2 separate regions of the Anser cygnoides genome follow, and region 2 is linked to region 1. The links are chromatin contacts, called in public Hi-C maps. All regions are on one chromosome and are shown on one strand. The core of a region is the stretch at or near the end of the contact, and the rest is flanking DNA. Distances in the headings are between cores, read along the strand shown.

The links. A called contact is a pair of places that touch in the nucleus more often than the background predicts.
Region 2: a Hi-C map of liver shows a contact between it and region 1, with 4 times the contacts expected there. The contact joins the enhancer-like site here to the promoter of ACBD5 in region 1. A contact is called at or near these places in 2 of 7 Hi-C or Micro-C datasets (both in liver).

What each region holds. Positions count from the first base shown.
Region 1 is chr2:17,862,558-17,870,378 of Taihu_goose_T2T_genome, reverse strand. ACBD5 (acyl-CoA binding domain containing 5) reads left to right here and starts at 3,496. Exons shown (of 14, transcript XM_048048473.2): 1 at 3,496-3,625; 2 at 3,823-3,975; 3 at 5,010-5,130; 4 at 6,418-6,490. The coding sequence starts at 3,900.
Region 2 is chr2:17,895,834-17,903,654 of Taihu_goose_T2T_genome, reverse strand. The region is part of intron 1 of ABI1 (abl interactor 1); the gene reads right to left. Among named protein-coding and RNA genes, the nearest start is that of ABI1, 12 kb to the right of the region's middle. Within about 2 kb of position 3,979, at least 2 of the 3 cell types and tissues checked have open chromatin away from gene starts, as enhancers often do. A contact at or near this core is called in liver, where this site is marked.

The DNA.
Region 1 (7,821 bases), core at 2,247-4,746:
ATGAGGGGAGGCAGGGGGGAAACAAAAACGCAGCTCACAATATTGGTTGCTGAAAGACCCGATACCTGAACGGAACAGCTTGAGGGGGATTTAAAATTGGATATATTACCTTTAACCCCTTTGACAACATGGAGCCTAATCCTTAGGCAAAGCAGCCTAATGGTTAAAAATAATTCCATTATTTAATCCTCAACTGTGAAATGAATTGGTATTTCTATCTGAGTTATTAATGGGTGTATCTGAGCGGCACAAGAAAACTTCCATCCCCAAAGGCATTCTTGCTCATTTCAAGCTAGCCTTTTTCCCAAGGGGCTTTTCCTGAAGAACAGGGATTAGCCTACGTGGGTGGACAAACTTCAACTACTGTTTTTGCCATATTCATGGTACGCAAATAGTTCCCTTTCTCCAGAGCTGTTGATTTTGACACAAATATCCTTCATGATTTCATTAAGAAATCCTGTAGCAAATGTCAACTGATACATTAGCCTTTCTCCTGTGAACAACGTAGAATACTCCTTACGAAAACGTCTGTCTTAGATAACATCTTTCCATTCTTCATAAGCATGTAGATTTAACTTAGAAATTTTAATGCTAATTTAGTTCTTCATAATTATGACTATTAGGTTTTAAATAATTCATTCTCCCTCCCTCCTGGATTACATACCTCAAAAAGTAATCTTTGCTAAAATTACATGCTCTTGGATCTTACAGAACTTGCTTTTAATGAATATGAGACTATGGTCTAGTTTCTTAAGAATCATTTAAAAATATTTCTGTGAAATACACTGCCGTGATTCAGACCCTTGAGGGAGCAATAGGCATAATTGGTTCCAGTTGCTGCTTTTCACTTGCATAATTATACTGACTCCTCTGTCCACCAAGTAAAATGAAGGTGCTCTTCAAGCTGGACTGGGATGTAGCTCGCCACTGGAAGCAACTGCCAGAAAATTAAATCAGACCTGGGATACAAAGAAGAAGAACACAAAGGGGCGGTTCCAGCTTACACATGGCACAGAATGAGGATTGTAAAGGAGCTCAACAGATCAGACTTTGATAGACAGTCCTGTGCTCACTGGACATCACTGGACTCAATAACCATCCCTAATCCATCTGTGAAGAGTAGGTCCAAGGTTACACTCAGGATCACACTTGTCTGCATTTTCCAGACATCCTCTAAGTGTACTCCTTTGGGCACTACAACAGCATGTTTCCATGTAGGATTTTATGTCTCAGCATTGCCAGAAATGCCTCATATTAGCAATTCACATTCTCTCCTTGAACAGTCTGTGAAACACCAGCTGAAGAGAAGGGTGAGGATAGGAAGGTATACAGACATGTCAAGTGTCACACATAACGCTCACTGCCAAACCACGCTGGTAGCAGAGTACTCTGGTTTCTCCTCTCACACCTCAAATGATGGGCATCTCTGGTCAGTCTTTCTATCACAGTTCCCAGCGTTTAGCTTCTCATATACTGGATCAAAAATAAAAAATAATAATTAAAAAAAAAAAGATGGTCATACTTATGACTGTTTTGGAGGCCACTTTTGCAGAGTGACAGAAACACAATCCACTTCAACACATAGATTATAAGTAGATCTTACAAACTTTAGGTCATTCCCAATAAGTACCCAGCAGACAACAGAGGAACATCTTATAATGCTGTTCCCACAATAATGGAGTCTAGATCCTTGGCCCAAGAAAAAGTTCCAGATTTGTTCCTCGCTGTCTGCAAGAGATGAGAGGCTCTCCTTTATTACCTGTATTAACCCTACATGGAAGTCAATACAATGAGAATGCAATATGCATATATAAGGACAGCTAATGGCATGCTGATTAGTATTATGTATGAGCATTTAAATTAACTAGTCGTTTGTGATATATTCTCGCAGGCTCACCAGCGCTTATAATTTGCCTCTCATTTACTATTTCATCCTTGTCTCAGAGCGTGATGGTACTGATTATTTTGGGTTACTTCATTTTCAAGTGCCTCATTCTAGATCTGCAGATCTCACACTCTCACACATCTTCGGTGCAAAGATGGCAGCTTCTGTTTTTGCACACAGCCATTAAATAGGTTGTCATTTGCATCTCTTTTAAAGCTTACTTCCAGTGAAAGACTGGGAACATTCGTTATAAAAATGCAGACTTCATCTCTCTTAAAACAATTAAATGGCAAATGTCATTATAGATTTTCTTAGGTAAATAGAATTTATACACCAGCTGGCCTCACAAGAGGCCATGTATTTATTTATTTATTTATTTTGCAATTAACTCTTTGCATTTTCAAAAAATCCATATTTATACAGGGACCCACTTATCTTCAAACAAACACTTCCCTTTGATCTGAGCTTCTGTCATTCCTACCTTCATGGATATAAAGAAGATGGATCTTAGTATAAAGCTCACAAGGGCTTCAGAAATCTAGCACTTGAAAAATTCAGGGAAATTCATCTGTAACATTCATATGAGTGCTGCGGCGATGTTCATAACATGGGTTTGTCATTTACCCAGTGTGGGGAATCCTATTTGAACACCTCTGGAAGCGTAAGCTTCTCGCCAGTAAAGCTCTCCCGGGCCAGCTGGCTGCTGACCTTGTGGAATGCACTAGCTCAGCAGAGCACAGTCTGATCTGCTGTAATTCCCTCTCTGTGGAGCTTTTCTTTCCCACCAGAGGGCATATACTGTGAGTACACAACTGCCTTAAGAGGAATTTAAAATATATGTTGTGTACCAGATAAATGAACTGACTTGAATGCCAAGATTTTGTACTCAATTCCATCTAAAGGGGCTATTAATTCATCCTGAGGCTCACTGGGTAAATTATTCCACTTGCTACAAAGTAGTTTTAGCATACTTTTGTCTGATTTCATGCGCTGGATGCACAGCACTTCTGAATGAGGCCATTCATTTATTTAGCTACTGAGCGCTGAAATGGCATTCACCCTCATCTCTGAATGCCATGGCAATAGTTATTTCCAGGGTTCTAGGTTTTTAAAATCCCATTCCTAAAATTTTAATGTAAATAGGAGTCATTACTGCTATTAAATAATAACAATAAATATGTGGCTAGAGTGAATTCACACTTAGGTGGATTATGTGGGAGCAGGTGTGGGTGAGAGGGCAGCTGTGAGGAGAGGGGGGACGCAGCAAAGCAGTGCCACGGCGGTGGGGAATCCTGTTTGCAATTCCTATCTTCAGGAATCTCCTGAAGATACTGGGGACGATACTGGGTACTGGGTCAGTGCTGTACAACAGGGGCATGGCACCTTTTGAAATCTTAGTATAATGTAACAAGCAAGGAAGAGAAAGGGTAGGAAGAGAGGATAAAGAAACGAGTGAAAAATAAACCTAATTGAGGTAAAAATAAAGGAGAAAACAGTCTCCTGAGGGGCAGCCCTTCAACTAGGCTAAGACCCAACGCCTCAGGCCCCGGGGCTCCGCCGGAGGCATCCCTCGGAGGCCGCCCGGGCGCTGATCCTCAGCCCCGGCGTGAGGAGGAAGGAAAGGGCCGAGCAGGGAGCGGGGAGGCCGCGGACTACGTTTCCCAGCGAGCCCCCTGGAGGCCTCGGGGCGGTGCGAAGGGAGGGGAAGGCGTAACATGGGCGCCTGAGGCCGGCAGGGAGGTAGGGGTGGGCTGCGGGGCCAGGCTGGGCCGGGCCGCGGGTGGGCTGAGCTGCGCCCAGACCGAGGGGAGCGGGGCAGGGGAGGGCCGGGCCGGGCCGGGCCGGGCCGGGCCGGGCACCCCGTCCCGCTGCCGCCGGGGGGCGGTGGGGTGGCGGCGCAGGGCCCGGAGCCTCCCTGCCCCTCTCCCGTGCTGCAGGCGGCCCGGCGAAGGAGGCTGAGCAGCGGCAGCAGCAGCAGGAGGAGGAGGCAGGCGGTCGGGAACGGGACGGGGAGATGGCGGAGACCGGCTCGGTGCACGCCACCAGGTTCGAGGCGGCCGTGAAGGTGATCCAGAGCCTGCCCAAAAACGGTGAGAGCGGCCTGGGGGCGGCCGGGGCCTCGCTGGCACCGGGGGGGACGGGACGGGGCGCTGGGGGTCAGCAGGAGGTGGCCCTGCTCTTATCGCTCCCCCCCTGCCTGGAGAAACGCGGGTTTGGGGCTCCCGAGCTCGCCCCAAAAGTTCCTCCTGAAGGAGGGGTCCTCAGCTCCCTGCGGGAGGGGCCTTCGCCTGCTTAAATCCTAAAGTTGCTTTGACGGCTTCGGGGTTGTCATCAGTTCCCCCTGTTCAAAGTTAGTGAAGCGGTAGAGTGAAGAACCAGCTCTTATCCTTTCATTAATAATTCTAAAAAAAAAAATAAATCACTAATTGCATCATTACTTATTTCTGTAAAATAAGTATTTCTGTAAAACCGGGTTTGTTGGGGTACCAAGATAAAGGTCACTGTAAGCAGCCCCTAATGACTGGAATCCAACCTCGAAATAATTAACCCAGCGGAGTAGGTGTGAATCTCCTCTGCCAATTATTGCAGCTCTGTGTTTACATTTCCTGTCTCTACAAGTGTTTGCTTCACGAAGGAGAGAAAACAAAACCAGGAGGAACAGTCAAACTGTTATTGAAAGTCCTGTCAAATATCGAAATAAACAACTAAAAAGTGCCTTTTTTTAAATTCTGTAGCCTTTCAGTAAGTTACTGCTTGTAACATCAAAATGGCTTGTGACATACTGTGTTTACTCCAAGCTGAATCTGTCCCTTTAAACTAAGTGAAAGGAGGCTTGCTCTTTGTTACTTATTACTCTTTTGCTAATTGTGGATTCTGACGTTAGCAGTTGTAAAGGTTATAGTCCCTTCAATTTGATCTGAAGCGTGTGCTCTCTGTAAAGTAAATATTGTCAGTGGGGCTGACTCCAGCTAGCTGAAGGTGTTTTTCCCTGACTCCAACTGTACTGCTGTGAATCAGGCTGTAACAAACTGCAGGCTATCTTCAGGCAGAAATACTAACCTTGTGAGATACTTGTTAATAATCTTGACTACGATTTAATTGTATTTTAAAATGCTTTCACTAGGTTCATTCCAGCCAACAAACGAAATGATGCTGAAGTTCTATAGCTTTTATAAGCAGGCAACACAAGGACCCTGTAACATTCCAAGACCTGGATTTTGGGATCCAATTGGTAGATATAAATGGTAACTTTTCATGTTTTTTTTTTTTTTTTATGCTTTGAGTGGAGATGTTTAGAAGAGTGGTTGTTGGAGGAAGATATTAGTGAGTTTATTTCTTTTTCTTAATCTTTGATGCTTCAATTTATTTTCTTCCTTGTGCTCCAACTTTCTAGCTCAGGTGATTTATTTTTTTGGACAGACACTATCATGGTATCTTTGCAGTGTTTATCCCACACCACAGAACAAAACTGTAGGTGCTCTGCAGGGTGTGTGATGTGGAATAGTGTCTGGAATTCTTCCTTAATGCTCACATCATACAAGATAACACAAGAAGTAAATAGGTGCTCATTGAAAGACATGATGAATACAGCTTCAAGCTCTTGAAGAGAGGTCTAGTGTGTGTCTTTCTGGTTTGTCTGCCCGATGGCAGAACTTACCACTGTCAGTATTCTCCTTGTGCTGGGAAGACTTCTGATTTGTGAGACTACTGAGATCTGTTTGAAAACCCATATCAAGACTTTTCTTATTAAGTTTTTATAATCATTTTGTCCTGAAGAGCGAGTATTACTGCTGTCTATATGGTCGGCTGTTTGTAGTTCAAATGTGAGCCACCAGCCTTGGGGTATTGCTGTAAGTGGGACAAATACTCTGGCAAGAGGTAGGGGCAGTGTCAAATCAAGTGCAAGAGTGGGTAAGGGAATGTTTTATTCCAGCCTGTATTTTGACAGATTCTTTCTGCAATGCTAAAAAAAAAAAAAAACTTTCATTGGAGTTTTTTGTCTTGCAAAACTGGAGAGATGGGTATTTTCTAGGTCATGGGTAGCAATGGTGGTAACTGGGGGCAGCAATTAAACTACTTGCCTATTAGACACGTGCATCTTTCCCCTGCTGCTAACCATTTTTCTTGTATCCTGTTATAACTTAGCTGGCACTTTACAAACAGCTGTCACTAAATATTTAGGCCTGCTTTACTTTGTAGTAGAGGGCCTTAAGTCAATCAGAAGGGAAATATGTGTCTTTCATAATGTCTGGGCTTGTAAACAGCTTACTGGGTACAAGATCATAGTTGACCAGTGAGGAACTGTTTAGTCCCCAGGCTGTTCATTTTGTTGCTTCTTTATTGATGTCCCACTGTTTAATTATTGTAGCAAATTATATATTTGGACTTTCTAAAAAGTTGCAAATTGTTGTTGCCTTTTATTTGTATTAGCGAAACTTCACGTATTATATAACTGACCTACTTAGGGCTGGGCTGAAAAAAATCCCATGGGCCTTGCAGATTCTGAAGATGTGTGTGACTTTGTTTCTTAGGGATGCTTGGAGTGCTCTGGGAGACATGTCCAAAGAAGAAGCCATGATAGCCTACGTTGAAGAAATGAAAAAGGTAAATAAATTAATGAATAGAAGGTATCTCATAGAACAAATGTTCCATGAAATACACTTGGGAATGTGAGGAGATTCTCACTGAATACTGTCAGAGCTCCAAAAGAATTATTCTCTATAGGAGCTGTTACACTTCAGTGCTATGCTGTTTGGCCTGTTGGGCAAATAAAATTTATGTAGTTTCCTCCAATTCAATTCCTATTGAATTTGGCATGTTTTTAGAAAACCATGAGTTCTAGTTGATCTGAAGCATAAATGATAGATCTAAAGAAGTACTGAAAACATGGTAAAAGGGGGCTGTGGAGAAAACAGAGGAATTTAATGTGCAACAAAAGATAAGCTGGATTTACTGAAGACTGCCTCAGTTCTCCAAGCTGAGAGAGGTAAGGGGTCCTTATCTTGGGGGTGGGGAGGTGTTGGGGTGGGAAGACTCCAAAAGTAATTTGTCAACAAGAACGTCACTCTCATGACTGGAGAGATGAGATGATAATCAAATATGTAAACTTAATTGTCTTTGACTTTTTTTCAGGAATAACTCAGCAGCCTGAGTTTTCTTTTCATGTGGTGAAAATATTTCTTGTATATTACATTTTGCGGCTGGCACTTATAATTGAGTGATTTGTTTTGTTTGAATAGATGCGTAACTTGTCTAAAATAGATGCGTAACTTGTAACTAAACATCCATAGTTACTTTATTAAGCCTGTATTAAAGCATTAACTAAAGTAAATGTTCAGAATTAAGGTTTCTTTTCTTTTATTATCTAACCCTTCTCACTGCAGTCCTTTGCACTAGCTCTTTTAAGTAGCCTGCCCAGTTTAAAGATTATTTTTTCTGTCCTTCTGGATGAAGGTATATCTGTAACTTATTATAATGAGGTTAGCATCAAGGAGAGGAAAATCTAACTTGTACCCTGAATACGCTTGCTTTTCTCCTAGGCCATTATCTTAACATTCCTAAAAGTTTACTTGAATACTTAACATGTTTAATGATTGGTACAGTAAAAAACCTTTACTTGGTGAAGAGCTGGAATTCAACTACTTTGTTTTGTCTGTAATTTTGTTTATTCTGTTCCTGCTGACACTACTGTTTATGCTTTAAAATTAAAAAAAAAATAATCCAAAAAACGCAAGAGGCCAAATGTTCATGTTTTTTTTTTTTAAATCCCCACCAAATTGTAACTTGTTTTGAATGCAGACCATAAGATTTGTCTCTCCCTTTCAAATCTCAGTTTCAAAATGTATTAATATTTCAGTAGAGTACCCGCTCATTTCAGTGCAGTAGTTAGTTCCATCAGGATGCTAAAATTAAATGAAGTTGTGCAGTGTGTTCCA
Region 2 (7,821 bases), core at 2,730-5,229, 33 kb before region 1:
CATGGCACAGAACCGTGTCTCTGAGATTAAGTCCCCCATAACTACCTTACTCTCATAAATGATTTTACCTAAACTGAGACAAATCCGCAAGATGTCACATTCACAATACCCTAACACAGACTTCAATAGGTCTGTGCGCAAGGGCAGAAGCAGCTTACAAAAAAACCCACTAGGATCGCCCTTACAGAAAATAACTTTAAAAAAATAAATTGAGGAATTCCATTTTAATCCAGGCAGCGAACATCATAGCAAGAAACTAATCTATCCAACCGGAGAGGGACTCACAAAGCAGGGCTGGCTCTGACAGATGGAGCCCAGGCAGATACGTGCCAGCTGCTCTAGCAGCGCCTTCTGCCCAGCGCTGCAAGCAGTGCTCAGGCTGGCTCTGGACTAAACCACTCCCCTTATTTAAAAAAGGGAGAAAAAAAATATATAGCATTAAAAGCACAATTTTCAGTTCTCCTGCCAAATCCAATAGAGATGTCATAGTAAACACGTGTGTTGGCAAAACACATTGTTAATATTTCACTAGTTAGTGTCTGTGTGTACAACAAAAATAGCACACAGCAGTGAGCTAAATGACAGAGGTAGCCGTGCCCAAGTGTCATTTTCACACAATCCCTGTACACTGGATAGGGCTTCAAGACCGCATATGCAGCAAGCTTAACAAATTTTGTCTACTGGGTCTTATTTCTGTGTTTTACGTGCTACAGACAACAAGCTCCAGGGCAGAAACCGCATCTTCCATGCCTGTAGAACACTCCACAGCATTAGTGCTTACAGGTGCTTCCAGATTATGGTCCTGACTTCCCTGCAGTGCCTGTGATTTGCCTTATGACATCCCATCATTACACACACAAATTCCTTCAGAGCTAACCGAGCCGGCTCTGACACCAGAGATATCAGCCACGGCTCCACACACAGACCGCCAGCCAGGACGAGGAGCCTTGGTGCTTCCACAGCAATCTTCCCTCTGTAACACTAAGAGAGCTACCCAAGGCTTTGGGGAGCACGCTTATTTTGGCATGCTAAGCAACAGATAATAGGGAATTAGAGAACTCATGTTCCATTTGTTTCCTTATAGACTGTCTCTCAAATATTGATCTTTTGTTTTCTGGTTGTAATGGGGCTTGAAATTAAAATGGCTCTCTGTTGACTTTGCTTAAGTGCCAGCATCCACCCACAAGTTTTAGCTCATCCAGCAGGGACAGGCTCACCAGCAAGCCAGAGACCCAGAGGAAAATACAGTTAAAGAACTGCTCCTGGTGTAGGTTGGGTTTGTTTTTTTTCCTGGTAGGAACAGGAGGGAGACACTTTAGCATTCATGAGTTACCTTAACCTCCTCTTTCTAATAAGAGTGGCAGCAACACAGGCCCTAACTGGAGTGAGCAATCCAAACTGGGGGAATTTTTATGTCGTGCAAGTCTTCGAATCAAGGCAGCTTAGAGCACCAGTCTGGGGGCAAAGTTCTTTTGTTCACATTGCACAAAAAGTCACTTTTAAAAATAACGATAGTGATTTCTTCTAGGGATTTTACTTACCTCTTCCAGTTTACTTTCAGGTAATGGTGGGCGCTCAGGCAGTCAAAGATTTTTCATCTCAGTTTTGGCAAATTAGATTGAAGGAATAAGCCTAGAATATCACAGTAAATCTATACCTGAAGATAAGCAACATGCTAAAACTCAATGATCTTCTACAAGAGAGCTTCCAAGACCACCTTTTCTTTCACGGTCCTTGCTTTCCAGCCCTCCCTAGCTCCAGGCAGGCCTGGAAGCACACCAGACAGCCCTGAGCAAGCAAGGTTAAGACAACAAGATTTAGCATCAAGGGTCAAATGACAGCATTGCCTCACCATGTTCAGGTAGCACAGATTGTATGTCAACATCGCTCTGAACTCATACACCAGGGTAGCCTCAACAGCTGTTTGAGGGATAGCTGCATGCAGAACACAGCACCTGCAGAAGCATTAGGTAGATGCAAGGTGGCTCAAAGCTATGCTCTGCCCTGCTCAACTCCAGGAAGAATCCCAGCATGCCAAAACAGAGCCAGGAGTCAGCCAGGCCTTCAAATACTGGCTGTGAAAAATGCCCCTACTTCAGGAAGAGCTGGCATGTTGCAGAAAGTCGCTGAAAAACAGCCTCCGTAACTGTAAAGTCTGGGCAGCTGCTGCTAAGGCAGCCTACAGCCATCACGGTATTTTTGAAACAAAGAAGAAAGCAATGACCATTACAGGGTCAAGTTCTCTTCGCATACTTTGTAGTACTACATGCTCATTTAGGTCTTTTTCAGTCTGAGAAGATATTAAAAATAGCAGGCATCTCTCTAACCATGGTCAACATTCAGCTGTGCTTGTGGCCTACAGATGTTTTTGTGTTTAAGTTCAGACACCTCCTTTCTCCTCCCGAGACACTTCTACATCTCTTCTCTCTCAGAGAGATTAGGAGCATGCCCAAAACCAAGAGATTCAACACATTTTGGGGGTTGGAAAGAAATCTGAAAGCGGTAACAATGACTCTCAGATCTAAGGGGCTCTTTACTGAAGAGATACCTCTTGGTTATGGCACTACAGAAGCGAGTCCACATAGCACAGAGCTGCTGCTTATCACTTAGCATTTTGAGAAATCGGTATACTCTCTCCAGCAGGAAGCCATCCGAGGGCTTGCACATCTCAGCACTGATACAACATCCTTAGACCACAAACCAGCGGATCCTCCCAGTTTTGCAGTAGCTTGCTTCCCAGCATAACACATACACTCATAGCATGCAGTGATCTCAGGGTAATAAAGAAATGGACTGCAATACAAGGACTGATTTTTTAAATTTTTATTTAGCATGCACAACTTACATGCGCAAGGGGAAATAAAAGAAACACAAACAGCTGTTAATATTCCTTAGGCTTCTGTGCAGCCTGGGCCTGACTGTACACTTTTTATCTGACAGCACTTGTAAGCACGTTACATCCAGCCTCTATTTGAGGAATTATTTCCTATAATACTAAAATTTGAGTCTATGGTTAGCAACAGCATTCCAAAACCTTACACATATAAGCTCATTTGAACACTGGGTTGTTTCAATTGCAGCAAGCAGGAATTTAACTTGTCAAAAAAAACACAACAGAACAAAACAGATGGCTCAGGAGAATAGAGAGGAGGAGAGGGAGAGGAATGGAGAGTCAGTTGTATACCACTATTTCTTTCCCAAGAACAAAGTGAATAGGCCAGCACGTAACTACAAAATAAAAGTGAACGTGGTAATCTTCACATTCAGCAACATATAAAAATTAGAAAAAACAACAAAAAGAGCTTAGAAAGTAAGCTCTTCAATAGGAAATAAAATATCAACATCAGGCGAGGTGTGTGTGTGTGTGTATATATATATATATACACACACACACGCATATGGGAGGGTTTTTGTTTCAAGTCCAAATTGGAAAGAACAGTGCCGTGGTGCTAGTTAACACAGGAGTACTCAAGAAAGGAAGTTTTCCTACAGATACAGCTGCAATGCCTCTGGCAGATGCAACTATAGCACAGTTTTTGAATCCATGCTGAAGTCATAGAGGCTTCACACTATTTTTTTTTAAGACAACGCCTTCACACACGATGCGGAGGGCAGCTGCTTGAGGCTGCTGCAGAAGGTGCAGACGGCCAGACAGACAGCAGAGCTCGCACTTCCACGCAGCCAGATGCAGGAGAAGCGTCCCATCCCCACGGCTCCCAGTCCCCCCACAGCAGTATCACAACCCCAGGACCGTTTTGTTTCACGGCCTGTGGTAGGCAGAGCCACGAGGCCTTCTCACTACTACCTAGCCTGTGATCAGCTTGACGGATGAGCAGCCTCGTTACCAGCGCCAAGGAGCTGTGTAGCGAGCAGCAGTCCTTCCACAAGAGGAACATCGGCCACAGCCACCCTGCCGTGACCTGAGGAGGAAGCACTCCAAGCAAGTTCTGTGCCTCTCAGATCTGCTGGCAAGGCTTAGCAGGGATCTTATCTCCTGGCAGCTAGCTATGATCTGAGCAAACGCAAGCAAGGCCAGGGCTGAGACAATTACATTTCGTAAGCCCTGTTTGAAACTGGTTAATTTAAAACAGTAAGCAGCAAAAAAAAAGTTGTGCGCTATAAACACGCACTCAAGTTTACCTAAGAATTTACAGTATTTACATGCAAATAAAATGCTGCATAAGTAGGGGGATAGAAGAAGAAAGACTTTTATAAAACTACAGCTTAAACACAGAAGATAAGTCCAAACCAAAGCTAAGATACACCTACAGCAAAGCTGGAGACTGCTCCTTTTACCACCTCCCCTCCCAACCTAAGAGCCGGTTAGCTCTTAGAAGAAAAACTGCTTTTCAGCTTCCCACCTTGTCAATCTCGAAAGGAAACTGAAAAACACTTTTCTGTTCAACAACCAGAAAGCATGTTTTCCTAACCACAATAGGAGAATTTTCTTATCAATCTGAACTGCCACATTTTTGCACCCATTACACTTAATGGTGCATTTTTCTTAACTTTCGCAGCAGTTAGTTTGCATTTAGTCATTTTCTGAGGAGGCAAGAAGCTAAATGAGTATCTCCTGCTCATTATTTATGCCCTCTATTTGCATAACTCCTTCGTAACTGCTCCATTAAACACCTCTTCCCCTCCAAGGCCGACTTTAAAAAGCCTCCTGCTTCCTGAGACTGCCGAGCGTGACTCACGGCCTTCCCCACACGCAGTCCCCCGGGCCTAGCGGGATGTCGTACAGCCACCACGTACCTGCTTCAGTTCACGCTCCCCCACTCCCACCGGTGGGGAAGTAACCCCTTAAAGTCATCCAGATTAAAAGCAAAGCTACCTTTCTAGCTGTCTGAGGTAGGCAGCAAGCAACTAGTAGGGCTATTTGCTTTTAATGCTGTCTGCCATGTCGCAGCTCGCAAGATGGAGCGGCTGAGCAGGGGCCCACACCAGAGGGTTACATGTGCTCCTCTATTCCTCCTGTGCCTTATTCCTGTCAGAAACTTGCAGAGCTGCTCAAGCCCCTTCCAACCATTCCTATTTTTTATTTATTATTCACCACAGATTGTTCTTTATCAACTCTTAAGCCTTCTCCACAACGTGCTCGAGCTTCCCCGCCTTCCCCATTCAGGACCAAAACCAGCAACTTTTCTCTCCCCGGCAGAGGAGCAGCAACTGGTTTACTTGGCTCAGCGCTCCCCAGTTATCGAGCCTCTCTCTCAGTCGCAACAGATACCTCTCTCAGTCTCTGAGCAGTCAATATTCACCGCGTCGTATTGACAGGAGCCGATTCTACAGGTCTTGTTCATGGGCAGGAGGTTTCCAAGAGGGACCGTGCGCCAGAAAGCTTTCCATTGATTGCTATTCTTCTCCAGCAGTTTAAAAGACAGACTGCCAAAGAGGAATGTAATACACGTCTAGAAATGACACAGCCACTTTTCAAACAACACAAGACTTCTCACCAAGTAAGAGGCATTGTACGAGCCCAAGCTTCAATTACAGCTATGGCAACAACAGTTTTCCCCAACACTCGAAGCGAAAGACGTCTTAAGAATTAGATAGGAAAAAAAAATCTGTTGCCATTTAAAACAGCATGTTCTTGCAATGCTCCCAGACAAGTCTCAGGACTACTGCAGCAACCAGATCATTTCAGTGCTGCGAGAACATACGGTATGCTGCAGCAGGAAACACACCCACGGTATTTCAGAGAGCCCTTCCAGAGCCAAGCACTTCCAAACCAGACACACATTTTTATCTAATGCAGCTGAAGCCAGGAGTTTGCATCACAGAAACAATAGCTCCTCCCAGAGATTTAGAAATCCTGCAAGTCAGCCAGAAAAATCAAAAGCCGATTTCCAGCCAGGTCTCCAAGGATCTTGCCAACGTAAGTGCATTGATCCATCATACCTCTATTTGTTAGTCTGATACTCCCTGGACCTTGGTTGAAGCATCATCCAAGCCACTCGCCACAAGGACTCACGGGGGAACCCTGAAGGCTGTAATCCTTTTTATAAAAACCCTTCAGGATTAGGTCCAACCCCGCTTTATCAATACAAACCTACTAATGTGTGCTAAAAGAATACCACCCCCGACATCACCAGCTTTCCCTCGGTGTTACAGGATCCAAAGCCTCCAACCAGAAAGGTTTTAGTCCTCTCTACCCTTCGGTCTCACAATAACAAAGGGACCAGCTTCCTAAACAAGACAGATTTCTTACAAATGAAAGGCCTGGCTGTATATATTTGAGAGGCCCCCTAAGAGGTTTCCTAGTAAGACAGAATCACATTAAGTCTCAGTGCTCACAGCATCTCCTGAGCTGCCTTCTGTTTCTCTGTACCCTACTCATCCTCACATCCCCAGGTGGCTACAGACCACTTCAGAGCCAAAGCTTTAGTCCAAACTTCATGCCAATAATCTAAAAGAGAAGCGTATATAAACGCCTTCAGTAACTGCAGTTTTAGGAGATGAGCTACTATTCAATCCCATGCTGCTGGAAGCTGTCTGAAAGGCATCATGAAAAATAGCTGCATAATTTAAACTGTAACAGTAAAATATGCAACTAAATAATAGAAAGATTAATTACAAGAAACAGGCAAGGGAGAAGAGGTTTTCAGATGAGATCTGAAATGAGACTGAAAGTCAATGAGGTAGAGAGCAAGCGCGAGAGAAACCGTCTGTTTCAGAGGCAGAAGCTGTGATGAGAGCACTTGGCATTAATGGCAGCGAAACAGAAAGTCCACAGCGTTTGGCAGCAGGAGAAGAGTCAGACAACAGATCTAGGAAACCGCCTGCAGCAAACAGACAACAGACTTTAACAGGGAGAGAAAAATCAGCAAATTCACACTCAGATCAGAGCCTAGCAGAAGCACCTGGAAAGAAAGAAATGTTGTCACTGGTAACTTTTAGCAATGCAATAGTGACTAACACTACTTGCTGCAGGGACGTGAGAAGACAAGCCATGGCATGGCAATCTGCAACTATGTCGACATTATTGCAGTAGTCTGATGCAACTGCCTGGACAACTTGTCCTCTTGTCTCAGAGGTTCTCTTATCTGAGGCGCCAGAAATCATGGAGTTGTTGCATTGGGACCACAGTTCAAGTACTCATTTACAGCACACCTGCTACAATAAAGTCAAGCAAGATGCTCAACTGACAATGATTGCCACAGGACAAATACTGGTTGGCAGATTTGCTGACCCCCCCCCCCCAGTACAAGGAGATCAGACAATGAAAGTGAAGATATGCATCTTATGACAGATTAGCTGGAGAGAAGAAAAAACACACTTGCCTGATAAAGTATAGCTTAGAAAAAGCATTATCTTGTGAAGTACTGGCATAAAAGTAGCCAGAAGAGTTGACACAACAGGTTTTTTCCCAAGGAAATCAAAGAATTGTTACAATTCTAGTAAACAAGCTATTTTTCCTTGGAACTATTTATAACCTTAAGACTACCCCATAAGAACGTTTCATTCAACTCTAGAGATATCAAATCAGCATCTGCATTAGTAAGCCTCTTCTATCCAAGTACCAAGAAACCTTCCTGCTTTCTTAAGAAAAGTCCTAGCAGCACCACGTTTTACTCCTGTCTGTCTCAGAGGTTACAATAAAATTAGGAAAGCAATTCCAAGTCTCTTCTCCACGAGTTCTTTAACTGCTCATCACCACGCTGCCAAAACCTCCTTGCGCACGAAGCAGCATGCCTGCTCTTAACCTTCTGCTGTACGAGGAGAACGCGTAGTTGGTGGCTTGAGGCTTTTTGGAGAAGGAGGAAGGAAGAGGGAGGGAAGACAGTGTCACAAATATATCTGCTATTTTAACGTAAGACC